Regions from separate parts of the Rattus norvegicus genome. Here region 2 is linked to region 1. A link is a contact called in public Hi-C data. All regions are on one chromosome and are shown on one strand. Each heading gives the region's core, a stretch centred on a gene start, on an enhancer-like site or on the middle of the called end of the contact. The rest is flanking DNA. Distances are from core to core; before and after follow the strand shown.

Evidence for each region. A called contact is a pair of places that touch in the nucleus more often than the background predicts.
Region 2: a contact with region 1 is called in a Hi-C map of Schwann cells, with 6 times the contacts expected there. The contact joins the enhancer-like site here to the promoter of S1pr3 in region 1. A contact is called at or near these places in 3 of 12 Hi-C or Micro-C datasets (the A7r5 cell line, Schwann cells and mammary epithelial cells).

What each region holds. Positions count from the first base shown.
Region 1 is chr17:13,943,111-13,948,217 of GRCr8, reverse strand. It overlaps S1pr3 (sphingosine-1-phosphate receptor 3), which reads left to right and starts at 2,205. Exons shown (of 2, transcript NM_001271143.1): 1 at 2,205-2,379.
Region 2 is chr17:14,005,480-14,010,846 of GRCr8, reverse strand. No RefSeq gene overlaps it. Among named protein-coding and RNA genes, the nearest start is that of S1pr3, 62 kb to the right of the region's middle. Within about 2 kb of position 3,821, at least 9 of the 93 cell types and tissues checked have an H3K27ac peak or open chromatin away from gene starts, as enhancers often do. A contact at or near this core is called in Schwann cells, where this site is marked.

The sequences.
Region 1 (5,107 bases), core at 956-3,455:
GGAAGCCATATGCACTGTTTGGAGAAGTCAAAGACTGCCAGCCTGGGAGGACTCTCTACTGGGATTGGCCCTTAGCCTCCACAACGGTCTATTCATGCCCATGGGGATTGGACAAAACCTTCCCACACTGACCAGCCATATACTGCAGCAGACAGATGTTCATCTCACCCAAACATTCTCACAAGAACGATGTTCAGAAAGTACCTAAGTGCCCCAAGCTCAGTCTAGAGGACAAAGCACAGTCAGACACCTGCTAACATCTCCGTGGAAAACTGCCTCTTGGCTTCCAGCCAGCGCTGTGTGCTCGACCGGCCCGCTAGCTCTCATATTTTCACCTTCTGACACACATGTCCAACTCTGTCTTTTCAGGGAGGGTTGCAAGAACGTGGATTCCCTCACTCTGTCGTTCCTGCTGAGGTTACAAACTGGTTTTTCTCTCGTCAGCCAGCAGTACACAAGGGAAGATGCATTCAGAGAAATCTGCCCGGAGTGGGTTCTATGGGCCTAGAGACCCAGTGTGAGAGCCTGAGTGTCTGAGCTTTAAAGTCCAGATACAGAACAGCAGAAGGGGTAAGGTTTCTAGCATGGTCCACAGAGGAAAGGTCTCCATCAGGGCAGACAGGGGAGGGGCCTCCATCAGAATAGACATCACAGCAAGGCAGGGGCTTCATCAGAGAGAAAGAGGCCTGGACTCAGAAGATGGCTGCTTCTGGCTAGGAAACTTTGAGAGAAAAGAAGCCTCGTTAGCCTCAGGGATGCTGCAGGTGGAATCACTCTTGAGAAAGACTGCCGGTAGCAGTAAGAGCCTGGTACCTCTCAGGCTGTGGGAGAGCGCTGTCTGAGGCTGGAGGAACTGTCATAGAGACTCAGGGTCACCCTGTTCTATCTGGAGGACGGTTTACCTGGGAAAAGGAGATACAGATGCTATTAAAACACACCTCTACCTGCCCGGGAAGGGACGGTGACACAGTGGGAAACAGCTAGAGCACTGGGCCTTTTTGTGGGGTTAGACGCAGTGACTAAGAAGACTGTGCTGTTACCCTGACCTCAGGAAGTGTCTGCAGAGACAGCTACAGAAACATCTTCAACTGTGGCCACCTCTCCCTCCTTTAACTGGATGTCGCAGGAGTCAGGAGGCATGGTCATTCTCCTTGCACTCAGGGAGAGAACTTTTTCCAGCTGTGTCCGAGACACTAGGCAAATTTGGAAGGCTAGGCAAGTAGGACCAGAGCTCAGGGGAGTCGTGCAGCTGAGGCAGCTGGAGCCCTGCAGCCCGGCTTGTGACCCAGAGGGCTTGGGCTTCTCACAGGGCAACAGAGAAGGCCAAAAGTCCCAAGATGAACCCCAAGAACGCGGCAAATTCATCTTCTGTAGGCAACAAAGCACTTGAGAAGAGGTAACAGGGGCCAGGACCCTGCCTGCTCAGGAATTTAGCCATGCTCTGCTTCCTCTCTCCTCTCCTTCCCCAAGCTGGTCTGGAGGTCTTTTGCATTTCCTTTGTAACGGACAATCGTGCATGTGGTTCCCCCTAAAGATTCTCATTTCTCCCCACATAGCTGGTGAGGCTTGCCCAGAGCGCGGGAGTAGACCGGGGTGTGGTTAACTAAGGTAAGCAAGACACAGGAGTCAGGACCTGAAATACACAAGAGGCTGGGGTCCCAGCCTTGCAGTTCAGAAAGGAATGGGGGCAGGGTAGGAGTCCGGAGGGGCAGGGGGCTTAGCTTACCAGCTCAGGCTGGTAGTCAGTTAATTTCAGGTTAAAGATAGTTAACACAGTCATCTCGAAGGGAGAACAGTATTAGTAAGAATCCTCTCAAATCCTTCTGGCCACCTAGGTCTACCCAAGTCCAGCTCTGTACCCGGTTCGGTATCTGCGACTGCTGGGTCCTGGAGCAGGTTTTGGGGCGGGAGGGGGGGCGGTGATTGGTGGAGGAATAGAGGCAGAGGGAATCCAGAGGGTTGAAGAGTCCAGCCAGGGTCCGCGGGTCTGGACAGCGCGGATGCAGCGGACTGGCAGAAAGACTGGGCGGGGACCTGGCCGGAGGCAGGACGTGGCTGGGAACCACGGTACGTAAATGGGAACCAGCCCGCAGAAGCTCTGAAGCTTGGGTTAGGGGCGGCAGGAGGCGGGTGACTCTGGGCCCCGCCCCGGAGGGCTGTGGCAAAAGTTTGCCTTCGGATCCTCTGGGGCAGAATCTGGGCGAGCAAGTTCAGGGGCAGGCGACAAGGTCCGGGTGCTGAGCGAGGCGGCTGGACAAGCTTAGCCAGAGAGAAACCTGAGGCCACGAGCGACCTCCGGAGGAGCCCCTAAACTGGAGCCTTAGCTGAGACTTAGCGGTGGCAGCATGCAACCAGCCCAGATGAGCCTTGCAGAACGAGGTGAGCGGCGAAATCGGATCGGGGCTACACAATCCAGAGTCGCGGGTTGAGGGAGCGGCTCCGGGTCCACCCGAACTACTTTTTGGATAAAATTTTAACCAAATCCAGGCACCACAGTGATTTGAGCTCGCGAGTGTCTCGCTTTGGCCACCCGCTCCCGTTCTCCGGGCCATTCATAACCCGGAGAGCAGGACCTAGTCATCAGTTGGAGCTGGTGAAGAGGTATAGGGTTCTTTTAGATAGCAACCGGGGCTTTTAAAATGTGTTTGTAAACCCTGAGCGGGAGTGCGCAAGCTCTCCAGGGAAAGATCCTTGTTTTACTTGGCTAATTAAGAAGTTAGACACCCTCACGAGAAGAAAACCCGGGCATTGGGAATGGCTGTGGTTTTTCCCTCTGGGAGAAAGCAAAAGCATTCTTTTCAGTTGTATGAGCTACAAAACTCCAGTTTCCTTAGCACTTCTAGAGCAGGCAATTCGGGGAGCGTCAGGCCTAGAACTAGACGACAAGGTACCTGCAAAGCAATAATGAGGCTCCCAGGGAAAATTGGTATGTCATACATTCTTGAATGAGATAGAAGAAAAGGGAGGGTGGCCATTAACCATGTGCCTGTACACGGTCTCTGTGTCCCTGTCTCTCTGGACTTGAACAATCCCGATGCCATATTCCTAAGACTTAATGTAAGAGGGTTTTTCATGTCAGCTGTTTAAAAGGAAATACTTTGCTTTGAACACCACTGTTAAGGTATGTGTAACATTCTGAGTCCAGGGGAAGGAGGGGAGGGGGTCTCCTCTCCTCTATGGCACATACCTCCTCCAAGCCTCCAGAGTCACTCATTCTAAAATCTGCTGTCACAAGTCTCTGGTATTGCATATCACGTCCTACAAACATTTATCTATTCCAAGTTCCATCCGTCATAGATGAAAACCAGGCAGATAGAGTCAAGTGAACATAATTCCTCAAAAGTGGACCAAAGGGTCACATACTGCAGGTAAATGCCTGGCAAGTTGTGGCTGTGGTCAGGGATGTTTGGTTGAGGTAGTGGTGGTGGTGGTGGTGGTGGTGGTGGTGGGGTGTGTGCGTGTGTGTGAGCATATGAGCGTGCGTGCACGAGGGCTCTGTTTAGGTAGCTGTGGAGGAATCTAGATCTATAAACCTCTTAAGGGCTACAGAGCTCAGTGCTGGGGCGAGTATTGTGTTGCCATAGAACCCCCACATCGGCTCTTCCCATCTGCAGATGGGCAGATGCTCACATCCGGTCAGTGTCAGGCTGTCTACATACATCCGAGGGTCCACCTGGAGAGCCTGCCCTTTGGAAGCCTCCGCCAACATTTGGAGAGAATTACATCCTAACCACTTAGGATGTCTCCCCGATGCCATTTGTTCTTTACACACACACACACACACACACACACACACACACACACACCCTACCGAGACCCTCCTGGTTCTCTACCATACATGATGTAGGACCTCCCACTTCCTATGAAGCTTTATATACTAGTCTGATGACCTGCTTTCCATGAATTGGGGACTGGTCCTTTTTCTGGAAAGCATGATATGTTGTTACACAGATTTCTTCCTCAATGCCTACAGTTTATGGGTATACTTTTTGTTATACTTTTTGTTACAAGAATAGTAAACACTTGAGTGTGTCATTGTTGTTGAAAAAAACGTAGGGGTTCCCTTGTGTTATCTGAACCCCTCCTTTACCATCAAAGTTTGAAGGTCACCTGTGAGCAAGCTGTGTTAGCTGGGATGTGGTGTTGTGGTTCCTTGCCCCTCCCCCCCCCCCCCCCCCCCCGGAGCTGAGGACTGAACCCAGGGCCTTCTACCACTGAGCTAAATCCCCAACTGGTTCCTTGACTCTTAAAATCTTGTCTGCCCTCAGGATTCCATGATTACCAATTTTGGATCCATGTTATAGGATCCTAAAAGGTTTCCTTCCCACAAGCTCTTGGGCAGGCTGACTGCAATCCTTGGATTTTAATATCCTTCTATTCCCCTGTCTCTAAGAGTCATCTAAACATTCCACCCAAACTCCGGGACTGGTCTTGGAATGCCTGTAGCTACAAGCAATTAGGCTGTAAAGACACCAAGAGGCTCTTAGCACCTTCTAGAGAAGGGACCTAGGACAAGTGACCAACTCATAAAAACCTTATCCCTGAAGGGATGGGCTAGGACAGATGCCTCATCTCCAGCTAGGCTCTGCCATTAGGAACCTCAGTTTCCCACTGTGTCCATTCAGAAGTCTCATGCTCTTGTAGGGACTACGTGTGACCGGGATGGCCTTCCTGGGCAAGACACCTCACGTTTGTACATATTGCTACCTTCCTGACACAAGAGATTTCCACACGTCTACCTTCATTTTCTGGAAAGTGTGGCAGTAAGTTGGTCCCCTGTCCTTGCCAGGAGCAAGCACTGTAGGGAGAATTTGAAAAGCCTGACCACAAAAGTGGGCAAAGGAGAAAACTACTGTAAGGCACGTTCAGATCTTGCATCCATGATCCAATGCCTTTCCACAGACAAGTTTGATGTTCAAGACATTCACAGGGCACCCAGTGTTCTTGGGACATGACCTCCATATCTGGGGTTTCTTGGACCGCCTTGGGATCTGTGTGTCCTCTTGTTTGCTAACGAGAAGGACAGGGACCGCAGACAGGGAGACATGGAGAAGCCCCACCAGGCAGAGGCACTTGTATCCGTGCTTGAAGAAGAAAGGTGGGAGAA
Region 2 (5,367 bases), core at 2,572-5,071, 61 kb before region 1:
GCTACCACTAACCACCCAATATAAGATTAGTAAATTCAATGACTTACTCAGACAAAAAGACAAACCTCTAGTTCTTTTTTTTTTAACTTCTAGATCTTGATGGTTTCCTGAATAATTCTATTAGAGTTGCAAGTGAGAGTTAATATCAATTATATACAATTTCATTCAGTAAACAGATATAGAAGGGGCAGTGGCTGGGGCATTTTATAAAATGTCTTACCCTAGAACAAAAACTGCACAGGGGTGACAGAAAACAAAAACTGCCCTCAACAAGCATAACTATAGACACGCTTACAGAAACAGCTGCAAACAGAATTCTGAAAATATAGAATTAGGCAGCATGACAGAGTATGATTTATTTCGGGGATATAGTACAGACCGAATGGTCAATAACTGCTTGGACCACAGTGCTAAGAGACCAAAGAATTAAAACCACACGGCACGTCAGCAATACCAAAAGGTACTTCATCAAATCCTACATCTACTAGAGGTAACACTGGCATACAGATGGGATAAAGGTGACCTTTATCGGTTTGAAAAGGAACATTTGCAGCTGGTCTTGGGGCACATGACTGTCCCACATTCCAGCACTCAAGAGGCTGGGGACAGGAGGATTGTGACTTTGAGGCCAGGACAGGATGCATAATGAGGTCTTGATATAAACAAAACAAAACAAAACAAAACAAACCTTCTAGGTCAGTCTACAAGTTCCTTTTACTCTGGGATACCTAACAGTGAAGGACCAGATGCGGTTTCCTAAGCTAGGAAATGAGGTAAGGAATTTACTCTCAGTGTCCAGCACCCAGCTATACAATGTGTGTGTGTGTGTGTGTGTGTGTGTGTGTGTGTGTGTGTGAGAGAGAGAGAGAGAGAGAGAGAGAGAGAGAGAGAGAGAGAAAGAGAGAGATTTGAAAGAATGAAAGTCCCCATCTTTCAATAACATAGTTGTATATGCAGGAGAATCCAAAGACCTTAAAAGACAACACCAAACTGTAATTAATCAATAGGACCATTAATACAACACCAGCGCTGAAAACTATGTTTCTAAATACTAAGAAGCATATGATACAAAAACTTAAAATAGCTTTGTGGGGAAGGGGTTGGCTGCTAAGCCTGACTACTGAGTTCAGTCCTTCCTCAGCCGACCCCGGGGTGGGGAGAAAGAACTGACTCTTGCAAGAGCACCCACGCCCAAACACAATGTAAAGAAAAGCAGGGTGTCTGTAGAAGAGTTGGCCCAACATTAGTCAACGCAATCTAAAATGTAGATGGAAAAGCAGAAGATCTAGAATTTTGAAAAAGAAAGAAAAAGTGGAAGAATTCATCTACTAAATTCCAAGGCCTGTTACTAGCCACAGGTCTCAAGCATGTGTGGGTGTGGTATTGGGATACAGCAAATGGAAAAGAAAACTTAAAAACAGGTGGGAGGGAATGTGGAAGCGTGCACAGATGCCAAGGGATGTTCCTTTAGATAATGGAAATGATCTGTATCTTGGGTCTACTGACCACAAAGTCCTGGCTGTAATACTGTGTTTGGAGACTACAAGATGTTATCTTTAGGAAGCACTGGGTAAGAGGTACCTCTGAATGGATCCCTCTGTATTGTTTCGGTAACAGCATCTATAAGTGTTATAGTTTCATGTCTGTTGCGGTGATTAAAATATTTTAGCTTCCCAATTCCAGATTGTAGTTAAACATGGTAAGAAAGTCAAAGCAGAAACTTCGAACTTCAAAAGTTGGTCACATCAGGGGTTGGGGATTTAGCTCAGTGGTAGAGTGCTTGCCTAGGAAGCGCAAGGCCCTGGGTTTGGTCCCCAGCTCTGAAAAAAAGAACCAAAAAAAAAAAAAATTGGTCACATCAAATCCACGGTCAGAGCAGAGAGAAATGAAGGCATCCATGCTTACTTGCTTGCTTGCTTGCTTGTGCTCAGTTCAACTTCTATATTCTTACACAGCTCAGGAACCTCTGCCTAGGGAATGGTGACACCCACAGTGGGCTGAGTCTTCCTTCATCAATTAACTTAAGACAACCCCCACCCAGACATGCCCACAAGCCAACTCAATGAAGACAATCCCACCCTTAGGTTTTCTTTCCAGGTGACTCTAAGTTATGTCAAATTGACAATTAAAGTTAACCATCAAAATACATGTCCATAGTAAGAACTCCAATGAGCTGTAATTACTATGATAGCCACAGACGACACATTTGACAACGTACAATATCCATTAAGGATAAAACCTCTCACTAGACTAAGCAGAAAACAGTTGTTAGCTTGAAGCTAATATCATGCCCCTTACCTCTCTGTCCTAGCATAGTCCTGAGCAGGTCCATTGTCCAGGGGTGGGGGCAGGGAGAGCCTTTAGTAATTTGGATGAGGAGGCTCTGCCCCAGCCTTCCTGCCCTTCACAGTCAGGTAGCAGATCTTAAAGAAGTGCTCACTCGATATGGATTGCTTCCATAACTACTACTTCTCGTAGTGAAGACATGCGATGCCTCTGCTAGGCAAGTTCTCGTTAGAAATTCTTAGAACTAGGGGAAAGGTTATTTTTGATCATTGAAGAGTGTCAAGTATGAAAAATCAGTAGGTATGATCAACTTAAAATCAAAGTAAAAATGGGCCATTTTCTTTTGCCTCATCTGAAGTTATTCTTTAAATAATAAACCCTATATTTATTGTTGTTGTTGTTGGTGGTGGTGGTGTATGTGTGTGTCTGTGTGTGTGTGTGTGTGTGCACGCACGCACGTGCAATGGTGTATGTGTGCAATGGTGTGTGTATGGAAATGAGAAGAAAACTTTCAAGAGCTGGTTCTGTCCATATGGACTCTAGGAGTCAAACTCCAGTCATCACCAGGTGACATCTCCCAGATTCCCTTTTTGTTCAGGTTATAACTTGTATTGTCAGTCTGTGTCTTAGATGTTGTCCCAAGTATCCCAATAAACACAGGGCATGCCGGTGTTTCTTCCGGGTGCTGGTTTAAGTTTTCCTAAGCACCCTCTGTGTTGGACAGGTCTTAGTAGTCGTCTCTACTTAGAGCAGCTGAAACCTGCATGGTGTTGCATGTCCTTGAGAGCACAATGGTGGGCATGGGCCAGCAGGACTCCTACGTGGGTGGTGAAGCCCAGAGCAAGAGAGCCATTCTGACCCTGAAGTAACCCGTTGAGCAACAGCACTGTCAACAACTGGGGTCATAAGGAGTTGATTCAACACCACACACCTTCTACAAGTTGTGTGTAGACTCCCCTGAGGAGCACCCCATGCTACTCACAGAGGCTCGCCTGGTCCCCAAGGCCAACTGTAAAAGATGACCCAGCTCGTGCTTGAGAGCTTCAACACCCCAGTCATATTCATAGCCATCCATGTGCTGTCCCTGCACGTCTCTGGTTGAACCAGTAGCATCGTGATGGATTCTGGGGGCATGGTCACCCACACTGTGCCAATCTGTGAGGTCTACGTTCTCTTTCATGCCATCGTGGACTTGACTGGTCAGGACCTGACAGGCTACCTCATGAAGATCCTGACTGAGTACAGGACGGAATCCAGGGCTTGCCTGTGAGCTGACTTGATACCAGTTTGATGGAAGGGCAGTAAGGGCACTGAAAACCAAGACCCTTTCCTGCAGAGAGAAACTCTCCTGCACTCCCTACTCAAGCCTCTTGCATAGGATTTGTCCTCACTAAAACGCACAGCAAGGAAGCAATGGTTACTTGCCAACCATGTCCCTAATCCAGAGATGGGGCTCCCGGAACACTCACTGTTCTCTTGGAATACAAGCATGGAATTCCACTTCTGTCTTGCTTTCTATGGCTACCCCCTCTCCTCCACCTCCCCACCAGCCTGCATCTGAGTTCCAGGGCCCCTTCACCCAGGCCCCAGCTGCTCCCAGCCTCTCTGACTTTGATCCAGACGCAGTCATGCTTACGAAAATGGGAATTTCTTCTGTTTTGAATTTGCAGGGAGAGACAAAGAGCTACTTCTCTTTGGATCAGACCCCCTCCCTGCTGACATTTGCATCTGCTTAGAGATACTGGGGCCAGAAATTTCACAACGAAGTAGAAAGGCCAGGGAAATTCCTCCAAGGGCTGTGAACTGGGCATAAATCCTGCTCTGATGGGAAAAAAACTGAATTACTCTCAGCCTCAATTCCTGCCAGCTCCCCCCAGCCACCAGCCATTCCTCCTGTGAGACTGCTTTCATTCAGGTCCTCTCCCCATATGCCAGACTGGAGCAAAGATGTCAGGGGTATGGAAACCGTTGCTGCACGTCTTCTCTCGGTCTCTCATCAGTCACCCTTTCAAATGTCAGCTCCGATTTCGGCTTGCCAACCTTGAGCTAATGTGATGTGACGTTCTCAGGCCTGGAATGTAGTCTCTCAGAGCTGGTTCTGTTCCATAGCCTCTGTATCATCCTGACCCCCCACCCCTCACTACCAATTCTCCCACATCGCCCTTAGCTACTTACAGCTTGGAGGGGGGAGAGAGAGAGAGACAGAGACACAGAGAGAGAGAGACAGAGAGAGACAGAGAGAGACAGAGAGAGGCAGAGAGAGGCAGAGAGAGAGACAGAGACACACAGAGAGAGAGACAGAGAGACAGAGACAGAAAGACAGAGAGAGACAGAGAGAGACAGAGAGAGAGACAGAGAGAGACAGAGAGAGAGACAGAGAGAGACAGAGAGAGAGACAGAGAGAGGCAGAGAGAGAGACAGAGAGAGGCAGAGAGAGAGACAGAGAGACAGAGAGAGACAGAGAGAGACAGAGAGAGGCAGAGAGAGAGACAGAGACAGAGACAGAGAGAAACAGACACAGGGAATACACAGCACAGAGAACCTCAATCTCCATGGTAAATGGGAGAAGGAAAGAGAAGGGAGTGGGGCTGGACAGCAGCTAAGTGGAGAATGGTCTTCTCTATATCTCCAGAGTCACTCTCCTTCTTCACCCTCTCTCGTTTTCTTCTTCACAGCAAACCTTTGCAACTGAGCACCCTGGGATAGTCATGTCCCTTGCTGGGTTCCAGCCAATTGTGGCACTTTTGGTCTTGGGACTCCAAGCCAAGCAGGTCATCACTAAGATGAGACTGCTCCCCACCCCCCAACCCCCAATCCCCGCACTCCCCAGTCTAATTCTGAGTTCTGCTTCTCAGGATCTAAAGTTCCCTTCACAGGCTATGGGCTCCCACACTTGCTCCAAGGGAGTCAAGACTCCACTGTCCTTGCTCTTCCTGGATTTTTCTGTGCCCTAAACTTGCCTAGAGTGTGTCACCAGCGGGAGTATATATGCTTTCTTGACATGGTATTCATGATGTTCAGTTTGAGAGAGAGTGTGTGTGTATGTGTATGAGAGAGACACACACAGAGTGTATGTGTGTC